Regions from separate parts of the Mus musculus genome. Here region 1 is linked to region 2. Evidence: chromatin contacts called from public HiChIP or PLAC-seq data. All regions are on one chromosome and are shown on one strand. The core of a region is the stretch at or near the end of the contact, and the rest is flanking DNA. Distances in the headings are between cores, read along the strand shown.

Region 1 (2,912 bases), core at 228-2,727, 2.6 Mb before region 2:
CTGACACAAATAGCTGACCATCAGCTGATTTGAGGTCAGTACCAGCAGAGATGACCGGTCACCAGCTCTGTTACGCGTCTGAGGACCCAAGTTCCTTTGCCATTCTGTCTCAAACTTAAGAGTAGCTTGCCACAAATACCAAGGTGGCATCAATTGGCCAAGTGTCACATTCTCTGATAATTATGAGGCAGGACTGTATCATTTCTGTATATTATTTGATCAGGCTCCCACAGTCTATCTTTTATCTTCACCAAACCTAGACTGTATGTAGCCTGAGCTCTTGCCTAAATCTGGGACAAAGTGAACTCAAGTGCTATTTTAATTCCATTCATTCTCCGTGGCTGCATCAGGGCCTGGGGCTCTACCTCCTGACAAACATTTGGTCTCTAGAAGGCTTCTGAAGTTAGGCAAGTCTGAAAATTGAAGGAGGCCCATGTATCCTTCACTCATCTGACATCAAGGCAGAAAATAAGCCCAGGCTTGCAACCTACCCAATTAAGTTCTCGATTCCTCAGTCCTTGCTCAGCTGTTCCAAGATAGTTTACACCAGAACAACAACTGTATTTTATTCACAGCACTTCAATTAGTGAGTTGTATGAATAAGGACTGACAAAGGGAGAAAATTATGTTGACTGACAGGTAAAACGTAACTAGAAAAGCTACCATTGCTGAGCCAGCTTTTGGTGGCGGTAGGTAGTTCTAGTATAAAGTATGCTCTTTTCCGGTGTCTGTGCGTCGGCGACATGGTCAGACAAATATTACTTGGGTTCGAGTCCTCTGCCAGGGACCTGCTATGTGACGCGGGCAAATTGGCTCCCCGAACTCCCCACTTCCAACCCGCAAAAGTGGAATGCCGACCTTCCCAGTTTGACCGGCTGTCTCGGAGAAACCATTATGAAAGGAGGCCGGATCGTGCGCATGAACACGGCCAACTGGTTTTCTGCTTTCGTCTCAAACGCGTTTGTAAGCGATTTTTCAAAGTCGGGTCCGCCTGGCAAACTGGTTTTCAAAAGCTACTTTCCCGCTAAGATCTGTCCCGCTCGGACCGCGCCTCCTGTTTCCCCATCAAAAGACTATAGTCTGTGCGTGCATCGCCCATCTTCCCTTGTCTCCAGAAGGCCACCAATGGCCCCACCCTGGACCGCCCACCCGGGCCGAGCCCACCTCCCACTGGCCCGGCACGTTTGTTTTTGTTTTGCCGGCCGCGCGGGCCGGGCGAGGGGCGCGCCCTGTCCAGCGTTCTCCCAGAGGCCGCGGCTCCTCGCAGCGGGCCGGCCCCGCCTCGGCTGGCGCCGCCCACGGGGACGACGCGGGCGGAGACAGGCCCGGGCAGGCGCGGCTTCCCCGCGGCTTCCCGCCCGCGCCCTCGCCCTCGCCCTCGCCCTTGCCCGCCGCCGCCGCCACCGCCGCCCCGGTTCCCCACTGACGCCCGCGGCCCGCGAGCCTCGCGGACGTGACGCCGCGGGCGGAAGTGACGTTTTCCCGCGGTTGGCCCGGGCGCTCGGTTGCCGGGCGCGTCCGGTTTTCCTCGGGGGACGTTCCCATTATTTTTGTAACGGGAGTCGGGTGAGGACGGGGCGTGCCCGGCGTGCGCGCGCGCCCGCCCGCCTCCCCGCGCGCCTCCCTCGGCTGCTCGCGCCGGCCCGCGCTGCGCGTCATGCCGCCCAAAGCCCCGCGCAGAGCCGCGGCCGCCGAGCCCCCGCCACCGCCGCCGCCGCCGCCTCGGGAGGACGACCCCGCGCAGGACAGCGGCCCCGAAGAGCTGCCCCTGGCCAGGTGAGGAGCGCGGCCGCCGCGGGCCGGAGAGAAGGGAAGGGAAGGGAGCGGGGACGCCGGGTGCATCCCGGCGGGGACGCCGGGCGGGCGCATCTCGGCGGGGCCGGGCTGGCGGTAGGAGCGGCGCCCCGGGTCTCCGGGGTCCCCTTGGTCCCCCATCTCTGCGGGGGTGGCGGCGGCGCGCTGACACGGTCCCGGGCTCGCGGGCGACGGGGAGGGCATCCCGAAGGGGTCTGGGCTGCGGCTTGACAGGTGTCGGGCGGGTGGGGCTCCTGCTCCCGAGCGAAGTGACAGGTGCAGGCTCTACTCCAGCGACGCCCAGGCGCGGAGCCGGCGGGTCCCGGAGAGCCCCGGTCAGATGCAAAAACAATTGAAATAAATATTTAAAAAAAGAAAAAAAAAACTCGACCGGTGTTTGTTTTCTTTCTTCCTCCCTTTTTTCTCCGTGGAGATCCGAAGCACCCCCGGGGTGGGTTGACTTTCTCTTTTGCAGTCGTCCTGCGATGCAACAGTTGGGAGCCTTGCCCTCTCTGAGCTTGCGCTGCATCGGCAGCTTGGTCCTGGGAGAGGCCAAGAAAAGCCTTGTAGGCAAAGCGCAGGGTCGTGGGTGTCAATTGCTCACGGGGTCCTCAGCTCCCGGGCTTTGTGGGGGTTTCTTTAGAACAATGCTTTGAGGCCCGGGGGGATTTAAAGCCATCTGTGGAGACTGATGGAGCAGAACTCTTAGAAGAACTGGTATGTGGGCAAAAGTTTCAGGAGACATTTAAATGCAAGGGCTTGGAAGTTTCTAAACTTTGTTCCCCTTTTTTTTCAGGGTAGAACTCTTCTTGCGTGCTGATTGGCCCGCAGCATGCTTCATTATTTCTTGCCTTTTGCCTTTGAGCATTCACGGATTCTGGTGCCTCCCCCTCCCTTTTTTCTTTTTTGGTCTTGTGTTTGGTACTGTGTTCTCTCAAAGAACTTTTCTCTCCATTTATTAAGTGGAATCTAAACTTAAGTTCATGTGGATCCAATAAGAACAACAGAGAGATATTTATTGTATTTCAACATTTTTTTTCTTGACTGTGCTACTGTGTGATTAAGTAACAGAAATTGAAACAATATGATTGTTGTTATTGTCAGCACTAGTTTTGAGA
Region 2 (3,224 bases), core at 236-2,735:
CCTAATCTGTGTGTGGAAATCAATCTCCCAAGGAGATTTTTTTTAAGCAGTGGAGCTAATTTGACTATTAGGTAATTGTATGTACACAAGAATATGTTGGGTTTTTTTTTTTTTTTTTTTTTTTTTTTTTTTGGTTTGGTTTGGTTTGGTTTTAACATCGTTGTGACTACTGGCAAAATCAGTTGGGCTCTAATCTTGGGGGTTAATGGTCTGAGTTTCTTGTACTAAAGCAATACTTTGCTAGTTAGTTTGAAGATCACCTTCTATTTGTAAATGTGCTTTTGTTTTAGTGGCACTAGGGAGAAGTTGCTTTGTGAACTATAGACATGACAGTTTTAGAAACAGAAAATATACTTTCCTATCTGGTAACTGTGGGGGTGGTGGGGGAGAGACAGAGAGAAGAGAATAACAGTATCATCAGGTCAGGCTGTGTAAGGTTCGGTTTATTTTGCTGTTTTGAAACAGTCTTGTTTCCTGAGCTGAGAATACATTACCAGTCTTACTCATCTGACTGTATATATCCCACAAAAACATATCTATCCAGGAACTCCCTGTGTACACTATGCTGACCTTGAATTTACAGAGATCCACCTGCCTCTGCTTCCCAAGTGTTTGGGCAGGTGGGTCTCTATAAATTCAAGGCCAACATAGTGTACATAGGGAGTTCCTGGATACATTTTTGTGAGTTACATACAGTTAGATTTCTCTTCTAATTCCATGTTTGTAAGCCATATGAAGTGGGTGAATCAGGTCGTTCTCACAGAACTTCAGACTTGAAAAGCTACAGATTCCTCTGCTCTGAAGCTGAGGCTATTAAGAAGTAGCTGGCAGTCAGGAGAAACACGTGAGCCTCGCTGTAGTCCCGAGACAGTTTTCCTTATTCTTTTTTGAGAATGATAGACAGTGTTTTACATTTTGAGGGTTTTCTGGAGTGATGCTGACGGATGCAAAGTATCTATCTTTGTCGCCTTTTACTTAATGGTAGGAATTTATTAATCATGTTTAATAAAATAGGAATTCTGCCCTAAGGGCTTTCCTGCCTTCTGGAAGTCATAACTGCATAAAAATCTTTAGGCAGGCATGTAATACACTGCAAGCAATTTCCACAGCTTGTTTCATTATCAATATTTTAATTCTTGTCAGAATGGTCACTTCTAAAAACAAGATCCCTGAAACTACTGAACCTAAGCCTTGCTTTCTACTGTTGAAAGTTCTTAAACTCCAAACCATTCCTTAAAGACTAACAGATGTGTGGATTAAGTATAAATGTAACTGGTTCTTTTTGCCTTTGCATTGAACACATGTTGACTAGAAGTAGATTTGTTTGCATCCCTTTGGGGTTGTAACCAAAGCACACACCCATACTCTGCCTGCCTCTCTGGAACACGTTCAAGATTTGGAGAGTTGGGTTTGTTTGGGGGTGTTTCCCTTGCCTTATCTCCAAGTAAGCAGATGCTAGGGTTGAATTTATTTTGACCCTCTCACTTTAAATGTGGAACTGAAGCAAGAATTTAAACACATCAGAAGAGTGTGTGCTGCACTTGAGACATGCGGGACTCAGGGAGAAAGGTGTGTACTATATTCCCCAGTGTTCTCTAGATGCTTTTCAGAGGCAGTGTCTATCCATATAGGTGACTGCAAGCTAGCAACTGTTACCCAAAAGGAAAGTAGTTACAACCAAGTAAATATCTATGTTGCATTTAAATTGTGGTTTTTGTGCTTGGTTTTAGCAGCATTTCCCCAGTGGTGCTTTTTACAATTAGCGACAAAATAAGTTTTGAATTTTTCTTGAAATTTTCCTTTTTAGAAAAATTTAGGAGGCGTTTATTGCAGTAGAAAGTATACCATTTATTTCCCAAGACTATGACTCAGAACTGTATAGGTATTTTTTAAGTATTCTGTCATTTTGTTTTCTGCTTCAAATAAAGAGAGATGCATGTGATTATTAAATAAAGGCTACTGAGCTTCTGGCGAGTGGCAGTTCTTGCTTCACTGAGCATGGTTGGCTTTGTCTAGGAATTTCAAGTTAGAGTACATTAGATAGGTAGTTGCCTAGACTGACCTTTTTCTTACTGATCTTTTCCAGAGCCTGGCCCAACTAGAGAATCTGTGCAAACAGTTGTATGAAACAACAGATACAACCACTCGACTGCAGGCAGAGAAAGCCTTGGTTGAATTCACCAACAGCCCTGATTGCCTGAGCAAGTGCCAGCTGCTCCTCGAGAGAGGAAGTGTACGTAAGAGTTAAGTCCTAAAGGGTAGCAGAATTAAGAAAAATGCCCTGCTTCTAACTTTAGGGACAGTGGGGTAGCCATTGCTGAGTCTTGAGGTATCCGATGTACTTCACTCTTGAGCACTGTCATAGCCAGGTTAACGATGGCCTCCTCAGTAAGCAAGCTCAGTAAGCTCCCACACACTTCTGTTCTGCACCAGGCTCCTAGAATGCATTCTCTATTCTTACGCTTCAGTGCCACCTCCTGTCCTTTATAGGGGCAAGGGGGTCTATAAGTCCTTGTTTTATAAACTTGATTGTCTCCTATTGTTTTTTTCCTCAGTTCTGCTTACTAGTTACCTAACAGAGCTAAGGAAACATGACCATGACAGTGAAATGAAAGGAAATTAAAGTGTTTTCTTTTGTTAGTTTTTGAGGCAGAGTCTCACATAGTACAGGGTTGTCTCAAGTTTACTATGTATCTCAGGATGACCTTGAACCTCTGATGCCTGGGCCTCCCGTGCGAACTAAGATTTAGTGTGACCATGTCAGGCTGGGAAGTTTAGGTTTTAGAATTAGAATCTCTTCCAACTGAGGCTGAGGAGATGATGGATCAGTGGTTAAGAGCACAAACTACACTTGCAAAGGACCCGGAGTTTGGTTTCCAGCCCCCGTGTCAGGTAGCATGCAAACATCTGTAACTCTCGTGTCAGAGGGATCAGCACCTCCCTTAGTGAAATAACATACACTTAAATTCAGCCCGGTTTTTTTTTTTTGTTTTTTGTTTTTTTGTTTTACTTTATGTATTTATGTATTTATTTATTTTTGATTTTTTTCTTTTTCCCAAGGCAGGGTTTCTGTGTGTAACCCTGACTGTCCTAGAACTCACTTTGTAGACCAGACTGGCCTTAAACTGAAAGACTCGCCTACTTCTGCCTCCCAAGTGCTCATGCCCAGATTGTTCTTGTTTTTCTTAATGCCCAAACAACTTTCTAGACATGCCTACCTATAT

What was found. HiChIP or PLAC-seq counts read pairs in DNA pulled down with a chosen protein or histone mark.
Region 1: an H3K4me3 HiChIP or PLAC-seq map of embryonic forebrain shows a contact between it and region 2, with 7 times the contacts expected there. The contact joins the promoter of Rb1 here to the promoter of Xpo7 in region 2. A contact is called at or near these places in 3 of 39 promoter capture datasets (the 3T3-L1 cell line and hippocampal neurons) and 1 of 115 datasets of contacts at active chromatin or transcription factors (embryonic forebrain).

Annotation. Positions count from the first base shown.
Region 1 is chr14:73,324,387-73,327,298 of GRCm38.p6, reverse strand. Rb1 (RB transcriptional corepressor 1) reads left to right here and starts at 1,477. Exons shown (of 27, transcript NM_009029.3): 1 at 1,477-1,776. The coding sequence starts at 1,658.
Region 2 is chr14:70,706,296-70,709,519 of GRCm38.p6, reverse strand. Xpo7 (exportin 7) reads left to right here and starts at 1,485. Exons shown (of 28, transcript NM_001359888.1): 1 at 1,485-1,569; 2 at 2,087-2,233. The coding sequence starts at 1,549.